Regions from separate parts of the Gossypium arboreum genome. Here region 1 is linked to region 2. A link is a contact called in public Hi-C data. All regions are on one chromosome and are shown on one strand. The core of a region is the stretch at or near the end of the contact, and the rest is flanking DNA. Distances in the headings are between cores, read along the strand shown.

What was found. Hi-C and Micro-C count contacts between places; a contact is called where the count stands out from the background.
Region 1: a Hi-C map of leaf shows a contact between it and region 2, with 3 times the contacts expected there. The contact joins the promoter of LOC108464559 here to the promoter of LOC108464510 in region 2. A contact is called at or near these places in 2 of 5 Hi-C or Micro-C datasets (both in leaf).

What each region holds. Positions count from the first base shown.
Region 1 is chr3:102,169,481-102,176,700 of ASM2569848v2, forward strand. It overlaps LOC108464559 (histone H3.3), which reads right to left and starts at 2,153. Exons shown (of 3, transcript XM_017764914.2): 1 at 1,887-2,153; 2 at 1,625-1,792; 3 at 1,157-1,512. The coding sequence starts at 1,958. The coding sequence ends at 1,342.
Region 2 is chr3:101,998,115-102,004,620 of ASM2569848v2, forward strand. It overlaps LOC108464510 (zinc finger CCCH domain-containing protein 6), which reads right to left and starts at 2,033. Exons shown (of 5, transcript XM_053025799.1): 1 at 1,811-2,033; 2 at 1,475-1,693; 3 at 251-460; 4 at 32-156. The coding sequence starts at 1,534.

The DNA.
Region 1 (7,220 bases), core at 903-3,402, 170 kb after region 2:
AATCTGTGTCTGAATAGCAGTCATAGTTGGTATCATTCATATTTCAATAGAGTAAAAATATATTAAAAAAATTTACAAAACAAATTATATTATTATGAAAATATTTTTATTTTTGTATTTTTATACATTAATAAAAAACAAATATAAAAGGATTTAAATTAAAAATACAATTTACATGAAATATATCAAATCTTTTAGATTCATCTTTTAAATAAAAATGTCATTTATTTTATATGAACTTTTAATAAATATTAATACACATTTAAAATAAAAATTTGTTTAAATATAATATGTGAAAATGACACATTTAAAATAAAAATTTGTTCAAATATAACATATAACAAATCATGAAATAAGTAATAATACAAAATAAAATATATACAATATTATAATGTAAAAATATTAAACTGTAAATAAAATTAAATTTAGACACATAAATATATCATATTAAAAATATTTAATAAATTATAATTATTTATTATGATATTATCATTAATCTAAATTAATATCAAATTAACATCAAATTAACTTTTATCATTGTAAGTGTCCATGCTTGTAACACCAATATTTCGAAAGCAAGATAGGGTAGGATATCTTAATCTTTTATAGTTTAAAATTATATTATTTAAGAATATTTTAATTTTTTTATTTTATTTTCTAAAGATCTAATAAAATTTTGCAATGTGATTGTATTAATTATTTTATTGAGTAAGTGCTATAAGTTAATTTGATATTAATTTAGATTAATGATTAATATCTTAATAAAAATTATAATTTATTAAATGTTTTTAATATAATGTATTTATGTGTTTAAATTTAATTTTATTTACAGTTTAATATTTTTACATGTACATATTTTATTTTGTATTATTACTTATTTCATGATTTGTTATATCTTTAAAAATAAAATAAAAAATTAAAATATTCTTAAATAATATAACTTTAAACTATAAAAGATTAAGAGATACCCTACCTATCCTGCTTCCGAAATATTGATGTTACAAGCATGGACACTTACAATGATAAAAGGGAGAAAGGCCACCAACTGCATCATTTTGGAACAAAACCCGCCCAGCTTAATTGGGCCTTGATTGATATTTGACGGAGATACTTTCTTATTGCTAATGTTATCCACCACAAACCTTCGAAAAGCATGTTCTAATCCAACACAGTATAAAATATCATTCATCGTAAAACCGACAAAATATGATGTGAATGAACCAGCTATTCAAGCTGCATGAATAATGAAAATCCTTTAAAGATGTAATCCAGTTAGATTACATAGAATCCGAAATTACCCACAAAAACAACCCCTGAATCAATACAAATTAAAAAAGAAACTTAAGCACGCTCCCCACGAATTCTCCTAGCGAGTTGAATATCCTTGGGCATAATGGTGACCCTCTTGGCATGGATAGCGCACAAGTTGGTATCCTCGAACAAACCCACAAGGTATGCCTCTGCAGCCTCCTGCAATGCCAGAACCGCATGACTTTGAAACCTCAAATCCGTCTGCCAAACAAGAAAAAAAACCCTTAGTTATTACGCTATACGAACAAATAAAACCAATGGGGACTACCAGGGGTTCGATTTCTCGATTTTTTTTTGGCATTTATATACATACCTTGAAGTCTTGGGCAATTTCACGAACAAGACGCTGGAAGGGTAACTTGCGGATCAAAAGTTCAGTGCTCTTTTGATATTTACGGATTTCACGAAGGGCGACGGTTCCAGGACGGTAGCGGTGAGGCTTCTTGACTCCGCCGGTCGTAGGCGCAGATTTCCTTGCAGCCTGTAATTGATTGATTGAAATTCATAAAAAGATCAACTGAAACGTATTTTAAAAATAAAAGAAACTGGGAAATTAAAGCCCTAAAAAATCATACCTTGGTGGCGAGCTGCTTCCTGGGAGCCTTCCCTCCGGTTGATTTGCGAGCAGTTTGCTTCGTACGAGCCATCTTTTTTCTTCAATACAAGGAAATTGAAATCCAAGATCCTGAAAGATATACAATAATCCAGCAAATAAACGATCAGATCCACGAGAGATCAAGAAATACAGAATCCAGAGATGATCAGCAACCGCTATTTCCTTGATAAGAAGAGATTAGGGTTTTGATTTTGAGAGACAAGCGAATGGGGATAGCGACTTTAAATATAAGGGAAACGGAAGGGAAGGGTTAAGGTCCGTTTAATTGAGGGGCAAATATGGAAATTCGAAAACATCATTCAACGGCATTGTAGAGAGAGAAAATATTGTGTGTAGGCTTTGATCCGTGTGACTGAATCTGATTGGGCGTCTAAGCTGTGAGGATTGCCAGCGTGGCAAAGTTTTGTTTCTTTTGTACAAGGAAGAAAATTACCATTTTCAAATTCTTATTCTTATGGCTAAAATATGTGGTTAGTCCTTGTATTTTTAATGAATTTAAGGTTTAATCTCTGTACTATAGAAGCCCTCAGTTTAATAAATATAATCCAATTATCAATACTACTCTGTTAAAATTTGTCAATTTTATAAAATAAAATATAACTTATAAAACAAATATGTAATTTTGTCACTTTATTATATAACTTATAAAACAAATATGTAATTTTGGCTATAATAAAAAATTATTAGAAGAAAAATTTCTAAAAATCTAAAAGACAAATATGTAAATGTTTTATATGTGATGAAGAATGACATATAGCACCAAATTGTCCTAATAAAGGAAAATGTACAAGAAAAATGATTAAAACACTTAGAAGAACAAAATTTAGAAATATGTTCGAAGAGGAAATAAAATCTAAGGAAATATTATACAATTAATATCGAAATAGATGATACAGATGAAGAATAATATATATTTATGTTTAATATAGGAAGCAGTTCTAATAATCAATTAGAAGAAATTCCTAAGAATGAACAACAAGATATAAAATTAGGAAATATAATTGGAGAAGAAAAAGACTTTTCGATGAAATGATAGAAAAATTAATAAAAATTAAATTTCTAAAGAAGAAATTTATAAAATATCTAAATATAAGATATGGAGTCAAAATCATATACAAAAAATAAGTGGTAATACAAGAGCTAAAGATACTAAAAGTGGATTAACAGAAAGCCCACTATTTAATAAAGATAAAATTAAGAGGATTAAAAAGAAATATCCCCAAGTTAGATATATACATTTAGGAATAATAATGATAACTATAAGAGCTTTATTTAGAAAAGGTCATGATATACCAATAATAGCAGTTTTATTAGATAAGAAATTTGAAAATCCAATAAGAGCACCTATTCGAGGAATTCAATCAAATTTACATGCAGAAGTAATAGGATTTAAAGTTAAACCAAATTACTTTATATCTATTACAGATCCTTTGATAGTTCATGTCTTAGAATTCAAATAAAAAATTCTGAAATTAATGATTTAGCATAAGATCTAGCAATCAATTGAACTTCTATTTATGAATATATTAATATAGCAGAAGTAGAAATCAAAGAAATTAACAACAAAATTATTGCACTCTTTGAACCCAATAAAATCACTACTGAAATACAACCAAAATTATTACATTTAAGAGATTTATCAACACCAAAAGATTGGATGATAGAAAGGATAAGTAGTGTCAATACTTATAAACCTGTAAGTACAATAGAATATATGTCATCTAGTGATAAATTATATTTTAAAAATACAGCTACAACAAATACAAATAATAATTTGGTTTTACCCTCAAATGCTCAAATAGAGGAAGATGAGGAAAATCCAAATAGAAGTTTTATATCTTCAACAGCGATAGGAATGAAAACAATTCATATTCCTATTTTTCCTACAAAACTAAGTAGAAATTTTGTATTTCTAGAAACACTAGAATGGAAGAAATACAAACTTCGATAATAATCCAACAAATGAAACTTGGAACAAGTGATGTAATTACATTTTCAAATTTCCAATCTAGGAAATATTACACATATTTTGAAATTACGTGTGCGTTTGTTTGCCAAGAAAACATTTTCCAGAAAATGTTTTCCTAGTTTTACGGTGTTTATTTTACTGAAAACATTTTACATAAGGAAAATGTTTTCAAAAACACGGGTAAAATGTCTATGCTTTTAGGGAAAATGTCTTATAGATTTTTTTCTGTAAGACATTTTCCAACTCTCACCAATCTTTCCCCATTGTGTCGTTCTTAATCTTCCTTCTTCTTCATCCAGGTACTTTCCTCATTCTACTTCTTCTGTTCTTCATCTTTTAATTTCCTTTTTTCCTTAGCTTTCGCATATCTTCTCTTCTCAGGACTGCTGTTTCATTTGGCTCTGTGACATTTTCCAACTTTCACCAATCTTTCCTAGTCATTCTTCATCTTCATTCTTCTTCATCCAGGTAACTTTCCTCCTTCTACTTCTTTTGTTCTTCATCTTTTATTTTCTTTTTTTCTTAGTGTCTGTCGCATATCTTCTCTTCTCAGGGCTGCTGTTTCGTTTCGCTTAAATCTTCCTCTTCGAAGGGTCTTGGCTTAAGGTATGGCATCTTCTTTATGTTCAGTTTAAAGCTCTCTTTTTTTCTTCTTGTTCTTTACTTGTCCACTTTTTAACCGATAATTTTGGCAATTCCCTAGAATTTTGATTTTAATTTTTATACTGTTGAATACCTTTTTGTTCTTTGTGTTGAATTTTGGCTTTTATCTGAATTTTGTTATTATGCTTGTTGTTTTGTTCAACTTTTGTTGCTTTCTATTTGTGTTGATCATATTCTTTTGTAACTCTGCGATAAGTTCAGGCTAATGCTGGGCAGTGGGTGGTCATTCTTTGTAGGGTTAATTAGTCTGCCATATCTAGTTTTTTGTGATTCTGAGTAATGTATAACAGTTTTGACACTTAACATGAGCTGCATGTTTTTGAACACTTGATTGAAATGAAACAGCAACATGTTTTTCAACATTTAAATGAAGGACTTGTGATATTCTCGACATATATATATTACTCAGATAGATTTTAGTTTTAACATCATCTCAAGCTCAGTATGAGAACTATTTTGGAGGGTTTTGAGCTTGTATTCATTTATCTTTCCTTGATATAATTTGAATGATAACTAGCTTTATATATATGCACTTTATAATATAATTACCTTCATGCTTTTTAATTGTTAAACCATAAAAAATCACTACCACCGTTCTTTTATCTTGATATTTTCAAGTTCTTTCTACCCTCTTTCAAAAAAAAATTCTTTCTACCTGATATAACTTTTACTTCTTAAGATGTTAGGTGTTCATATGATTTCAATAGTTGAAGATGGTGTTCATAAAAGGAAAAACTCAGAAAATAAACATTTTATTTGAATTTTTAACGCTTTAATGTTTTTGCATGCTAGTATCATGTTTGCATACACTCTGTCTTACTTCTTGTTCCAAATGCTGAATCGAATGACAGATCTTTAGTGATCTAGGTGCTGCAGATATTGTGTTCAGATGTGAAGCAAATGTTTTGGCTGTAGGGACAAATGTAACTCATCAAGTTGTTTTGACAGGTACTCATTTTGGCTATTTCTCTATCTTTGTCAATATGTTGTTAGCGAGGATTATTCTATTATATATAGATCTATATGAACACCTTATAATTTTAATTTCTGGAATTTCTTTCCTCATTATTTTTTTATCCTTTCTTTTGAGTTTCCACTTGTTTTTTTTTTAATCAAACTTGTCATATTTTAAATTCTGATCGAGAAACATTAGCTAGTTCAAATGGAAAATTTACTCAGTACTTGTTGAAGATACTAGAGGTGTACTTCAATTATCATCATGATGCATACAACACAAAAGGTTCGTCTGCTGCAAGTGGTTAAGGGATTTCTGTTGAACCGTTAACTTTCTAATTTATTCACTACCATTCTGCAGGTATGTACCTTAATGATCCAACAGCCATACTTGTAGCCATTAATCCTTCACTTATCACCTACGTAGAGGTGCTGTCAGAGTTCAAACAAATGGCATCACATGGGGACTAACACTATTATACAACAAGCAGAAAAGGTTAGATTTTTTTTGTGTGTATTGGAACTGAATGAGACTAAATGAGCTTTATTAGAATATTTATTTGCAGTAGCTAGTAGTAAAAAAAAAACTGTTAAGCATAATTTGTAAATAAAGAAAACTGACTCCTTTGAGTAACTTAACAAAGGCCCTATTTGAGCCACACTTAACTGCAAACAAAGAGTAATAAGCTTTATAGTATCATGACATGTCAGTTTCAGGATTCTCTTATTAAGCCATGACTTATAATGTTTGAAAATGGAATAAGCTGCTGGATGAAGTGATACAAAGTAAAGGAAATCAAATTGTATATGAAAGCTTTTTCTATACAGTGATGTTGTGCTTGTCTTGGATTGGAGATAAAGTAGATATAATGTGTAGACATACAGTTGTACCCTTCAAATTCTGTAATGATGTATGATTGTTCGTTATTGAGTGGGATGCATATGAGCAAGTTTGTTGAAATTGCGGAGTGGTCCAATCAACCATCGGTGAAGGTGGCGGTCACAGTTGATGCACCTGTTGTTCTCAATTTGGTTATGGAGAGGTTGATGGAATGATGATGAGGATGGTTGTATTGTGAAATCAGTGTGAATGTGTTTATAAGACTGTATAAGCTTTGTTAGTGGACTAATTTGTTCTGTTACAGTAGCTATTATTGTTTCAATAAAAGGTAATAATTTTATGCTATTTTTAGTTACTATTGTAATAATTTTATGTTATTTAACACATGTTTTACAATTTTAGATATAAAATAAAGAATAATTAGTACAAATTTAAACATGCAATTATAAAGATAAGTAAAAACTTTTGTAAAAATAAGACTTTTCAAAATAATAAGTGAAACACTTTCCATTTTTGCCTCAAACAAGTCGTATGAATAGCTAAAGTTACCAATTATGATTAATTTATAATTAATCAATAATTAAAACATGTGAAAAAATAATATTCCATGTGAAAAAATAACTTGAGCAGTTAAAGGTTAAGAAGATTTAATAATAAATTCTTAAATATATATTTGTTTCATTTAAAACAACTTTTATGAAATATTTTAGGAAATCTGCCAAACAACAGAAAATATTTTACACAGATTCATCCAAACATCAGAAAAGTAAATCATTTCCAGAAATGTAAATCATTTTCCAGAAATTATTTTCCGGAAAATATTTTACTGGCAAACAAACGGAGCCTACATTTCAATTTAGAGAATA
Region 2 (6,506 bases), core at 783-3,282:
TCAAAAAGAGAAAAAAGAAAAAGTATCAGACTTTGTAGGAATTGCAGATGGGCGAGGATAAACAGCTTCAAGCACTCTCACTTCTCTCTGATTTTGAATCTCCACCTCTTCACTTTCCTCTCCGGCAACAACTTGCCAATTCAAGTCCAAAATAAACTGTGAAGACGTAAGTTCAGCTTTGAGGTAAATGCTGGGAGCAATAATCACAAATCAAACTAAAATGCAGAAAAGAAGTCTTTAGAATTGTTACCCTGAGAGGACATCTCCATTTAATGGTAGCAATTTCTAGCAAGTTAATCTGCGGATGACTTGTAGAATGAGCTCCTTCGAATCCCGGAGGCAGAAAGTCATCCCCAGTAGCCCCATTTATATGTGATACCAACGATGTTTTTGCTTGGAGGTGATCTTGACCACCCACCCCAACTTGTGAAGGTGATTCCTCTGATAGAAACAACCTTACCTGTTAAGAGGAGAAGCAATTATATTTTCTGTTTATCATTTTCAACAAAACAGGGTTGTGAATTTGCTCAAACATCATTTCACAGTACAAACACCATCTAGCAACTGAAGAGAGCTTGTTCAAACAGGGAAATGCAATATATAAATACATATATTAAAGCTTGTATAAACATCTCATTAAGCCTTAGCTGAGTAATAAAATCTCAAGTTGAATTTGAGATCCTTAACCTAGTACTTTGCCTATACTAAAATCTAGTATGAGCTACAAAACTAGGTCGGGTAAAACAACTACAAGCAGAAACATAAAGTCAAAGACTTCAGAACTATAGCAATATAAGAAACATTACACACTCATATTAATCAAACTCCAAGGGGATTTTACAACTGTATTGTGGTAAACTTATCGTGTTCTGCAAAGATGAACATTATATGAAAGGAAACATCAAGAAATGACAAGCCAAGGATGCAATCACTGGAATACTTTTATCATCGTTAGCAATTTTTAATCAGTTTAAAAATCTAAATCTTTTATCATTTCCATTCTCTCATTTCTGTGTCTAACTAGCATGAAAAAACTTCCAAACTCCGTTAGCAGATTTATTCCCATAACACTAAGATGCAAAACAAAATAAGCCATAAATTCCACTGGAAAAGAAGAAAAAACAAACAAAAACAAGAACAGGCCATCATTTAAGACCCTAAAAAGCTTAACACAACAATGGCATCAACAAAACTAAAAACTCATTCGAAATCATGCATTAAAAGAATACCAAAACTAAACTAACTTGACTACCAGAAAGGTTCAAATGCAATTAAAGTGACAGAGTAATAGATAAAATATATTTATGAAAGAAAAAAGGAAACCAAAAACAGCAGAACATGAAGGATTCACATAGCTTCATTCTCCAACATATTTGGTTCACTTAAAATTTTGCACCCCCCTTTTCTTTTCTGTAATTTCACCTGAAAGGGACCTCAAAATTCAGGAATTTCCAAAGTAAAACTGCAATTTTACCTGACAAAGGTTAACGTCTGATGCCCAAGTAACCTTTTTTGATTTGTGCACTCCTCGCATATTAACAGATCGTAAAAAAATACAATATATTTGTTAAGAAAGAGTCCCTAAAAAAATGATCCTTTTCCAGCTCCGATGCTCGGTAAAAATGTTAAAAGTCCAATTCCCAAAAGCACCGATTTTAAGGTTGGGTCGATTAAAACCCAAACTCCAACACCACTGTCCCAAGAAAGATAAGAAACGAAAATGAGACCCAGCAGTTAAATCAACTTACCTCTTTCGAAAACCCTAATTGTAAGAAAATAAAGAAGGAATCGATTGAAAAGCCCTACAAACCTATTTCTAATTATCTAATATCTGGAAAGAGAGAGATTCAAGGCAACCCTAGAACGGTTTTTCCTTTTTGTCCTTTCCCCGTTTTTCTATCTGATTTATTTTCCGTGTTTCGCTGTTAAATATATTTCCCTTTTTTTTTTTAGGAAAAAATGTATCTCTCTCTCTTTCTTTCTGGGCTTCTGTTCTGGGCTAAGGATGACTAACGCAATCTATAGAACGCGTGGAAATGGAGGGATGATTTGGATTGCTCATGTTGTATTCACACGCGCCATAAGTGCAAGTGGGATTAAAACGAATTGGAGTTTTGAGCTGAAATGTTCATATTCTGACTCAGTTTCATTTGGGTAAATTCCACAAATACTCCTTAAATTAAGCTTAAGTTTATGTTTATCAAAACTTACATTATGCTCATTAACCCTTTGATGAAATAAGGCTCAAAGATTAATAACTAATTTGATCTCTTAATTAAAATTAAAAGAGCAATTTGATATTTTAAAAAATTAATGATAATTTTAAAAATCTAAATATGTCAAAAATTATTTAAAAATCTAAAATTATAATTTATTTTATAAAATTATAAAAAAATATTTTTATAAATTTATAAATATGAATTTTAAAAAATAAAAATAAATTCTAAAAAGTCAAATCAAATTTGATAAGTATGGATTAAATTGTTAGATAATAAAGGGATGGACTAGATGGGAAAATAGTCTAAGCTTGTAAATTAGTCCTGGTCATAAAGAGGTAAAATATTGGAGGACCTCGAAGAATAATAAACCATAAGATGTTATATTTTGAATTTATTAATTGGAGTGAGAGCTATTAGATCAATTTCATGTGTTTTAATCTTAACCATGGGAGCTTACTAATGGCAAAATGGGAAAAAGCAATGAGAAAAAGTGTAGGGACCAATATTTGCCACTCGATCAAAGTTTCCATGTTTAATTAGGAGCCATTGGATCAAAGTTGAACGTAAGAGTGAAAGGGGCCATTGGATCATGGTCAATTGATGGGAAAATAAATCCTAACCTTTGGATTTGATAGGAGAATTGTTTGGAATTTGATGGAAGAGATGAGAATTCTTTTGTCTTCCATTCTTTCCTCTCTTCCAACAGCATTAGCAAGATGAAATGGGAAACTTCTCCCAACTTCTCATCCTCACCGAAATTTGTAAATTTCTCGTGAAATTTTACTAACCAAGTGACCATCTCTTTCAAATTACCAAGTTTGAAGGCGAGTATATTAGGATTCATGTGGTATTTCTTGTTTCATTTTAGTAAGAAAGTATATCTTAGCTAGGCTGAAATTGTATATTAGTTTTATGCTTATGTATGTATTTGGAAGAGGAAGAGATGATAACGGTGGTGACCGCGTTTAAAACTGCGAAGGTTTAGAATGAAAATCGTGCAAATAAAATTCATAAAATTTCGTGTAGTATCTACATAAGAACATGTGAAATTGTAATATAAATTTGGGATTGCAGATTGACGAAATTTATTATTAAATTAATTACCAAAAATAACTACTAATAGAATCAATTTACAAATTAGTAGTGTGAATCCAAAATTAAAATATGAATTAAACTAATTAAATTAATTAAACTAAAATAACCTAACTAAATTAAGTAGTCTAAAATAACTTAATGGAATCTCCTATTCCTAGTGTCGACGATTCGAGTTCCCGGTTTATTTTCGATTAAATAACCAATTATGAACAAATTACCCTCGGTTGAGTTGTTTACCATCCTTAGGTAAAAATACCCTCTTGATCTCATTTTCACTAAGGATTACCACCTAAGTCATCCTTTTGATCTCTTCCTAGGCTTACAAATACCCTCTCGATCTCACTACTTAGCACAAGTATACTTGATAGGATACCCTCTCGGTCTCACCTGTCTAGATATTCTATTAGGGGTATTAGTCCCTAATATACTAAGTACTCTTGAATAAACACTCAATTTTAGATAAATAATTACTTAATTAATAAATCAGATTCATAACTAAAACATGCTAGATATGAAATAAACACAAGAGTTATTCTAATATTCATACAAACGTTAATTTGTCAGAGAAACAAAATATAAATAGATAAATTTCTCATTGATAATTAATTGAGGTGCAATGTCAGAGCAATTCCCGCTCACAACTATCTTCACATCGGAACAGGAATAATTCCGACTAAGCAAACATAAATAAAAATACAAAGAAAAAATAAAAGCTATTTAATTGTCTACCTATCAACAACCAACCCTCCTAATGATATTATAAGAGTGTATACATAGGCAAAACCTAGGGCAACATATTGAGGTAATTTATTCTTAAAATACCCCTAGTTTAATAAACAAAATATAGGTTTAATAAATAATAAACAAAATACAATTTTAAAATTCTGATCACGTGGCTATTGATGTCAGCAATTTGTCACGATGATGGCACGACGTCAGCCCTATTTTTAGCTTTTGATGCTTCGAAGTTCAATGTTGCGACATCGAATGTTGATGTCATGACATGACCATTGTTCCTTGCATACTTAAGCCCAAATTGCTGCCCTACATACTCAAACAACCCATTAGTCATACCCGAGTCCCAAGTTTGCCTTACGGGTCGTCAAAACACTAAAAATTGCATAAAAAGATTATTTTACCAAAGCTAAACCTAAGCAAATAAAAACCAAAAATGAAATAAAGGCATATAAAAACACTAGAAAACAAGTTGGTTAAGTGTCAGAAAAACCTTAATTTGCCACAACGAATTGTGGCAGATCAAACTCCTCCACACTTAAGTCGTTGCTCGCCCTCAAGCAACAAAAGAAAATAAATAAAATATATAGCTAAACAATATACTTGAGTTGGCTTCATACACGAGATTAGATTTGAGTATCAGCACTAGGAGGATTTGCCTAAATATACAACTCTAACTAGAAATTTAAACAATTCAAAGTTATTTACACATGAACAAATTAGTTCAATAAATTAAAAAGTAATCAAGTTAAAGAAAATTAAATATATGCTTCCATCAAAATGTATATCTGAATATAGCATTTATTTTTGTAGGGTATAGTAAATTCGAATTTTTTTTCTACTAGATTTATTTTTATTCATGCTTTGAACTCTGATGCAGTAATATTTCTCTAATAATTTCTTACGATGATTTTTTGATTTATTATTATTTGTGCCAATACGGTCAAGATTTTTCTTGGATACTTTTTATAAGGCACTAGTCATACTGCACCATTTCAATAACCATGGATTTTATCGAGCATTTTTTTTAATTCAAACCTCCTATACTTCTACAAATGTAATTACCTATTTGCATCCACCTTTATCACTTGGTATATTTAATCTCCTTTTCCTATTTACAATCTAATAAACTAATCTAATTAGACTAAATATAAACAACCTAAATTATTTAATTTCAAGCTAAATTTACAATCTAAGTAAACAATTTAGGTATATGTTCCTAACCAATCACTTGTATTTCTACAAGCTCAAGCACACTCATGACACACACACAAAAAAAAATTAAATGACCAAAAAAACAAAATAACAGAAAAACTTAAAATTTTAAAAATTTAAAAGTTTAAATATTTTCCTATGTCACCCCCCGCACTTTATTCATTACATTGTCCCTGATGTGCAATAAAAATATAAAGGAAAAAGGTTACTTGATTAGCATTAAAAGTCCATCACAAATGGTGGGATTGGCTCTTCCTCGCAGTTTTGGCTCGAACTTGTAGTGCCTCATCCCTTGTGGGGTTCCTACACAGAAAAAGAAAACACATAAAGAAAAAATATATATTTAATAAGAACATTTTTATGTTTCTAAAGAAATTAAAATAACAAAAACAAAAAAAAAAGAATAAAATCCCTCATAAATTGGTGAAGATGTCATCGAATTCGTATGTGTTGCCATGGTGCTCATCTGAGATGACTCTTGTTGTATCCCCTCTCAATGTGGATGGTCTAGCTAGCGTAGGCTAGGAGATACTGGAAGATGGAATGAGTGGTGTTGCTCTTGTCGGGAGGACCCAATATGAGGGCCATCCACTGTGTCTAGCGCTCGACGTTGACTGCAATGTGTCTGAACCATTTTTTGCTCATCGGATCTTTTGGAACCCTCTTAGATCGGTATACTCATGGTGGTACGGGTTGGGGTGTGCCCCTCGAGTACTCACAATGTGCGACCACCTCCTTATTCCACTCCTCTACCTAATCGGCATGTTGATTGTAGAACCGCACGTAGATGGCATCTTTTAAAATACCCTTTGGTGGGCAAGTCAATTCCTCGAGGTCAATCGACACACCAGCTTGCTTGCACATCTCTGTAATCAAGTTCGGGTATGAGAGCCCTCGTGTGTGCCCTTCGACACATTGTCGCATATGATGAAAAAGTTGGGGCCCCATGTTTATCTTTTGTCCCTGTAAAATAGAATACAAGAGAAAAGCACGATCACAAGTAACTTTTGTAATGGGCTAAGTAGGGAAGAATTTTGCACTGATGAAATACATCCACATTTTTGCTTCTGGAGTTATAATCGACTGCTGAAACCGTAAAGGTTCGTTAGTCACAGACTTTTGAACCCAAGTACATTTATCTTCCATTAGAAAATTTATTATTTCATTATAGTCCACCTCACTATCTTATAAAATTTCATAAAAATCGAGACTAGAGTGAGATGTCCTATAGAATCTATCGAT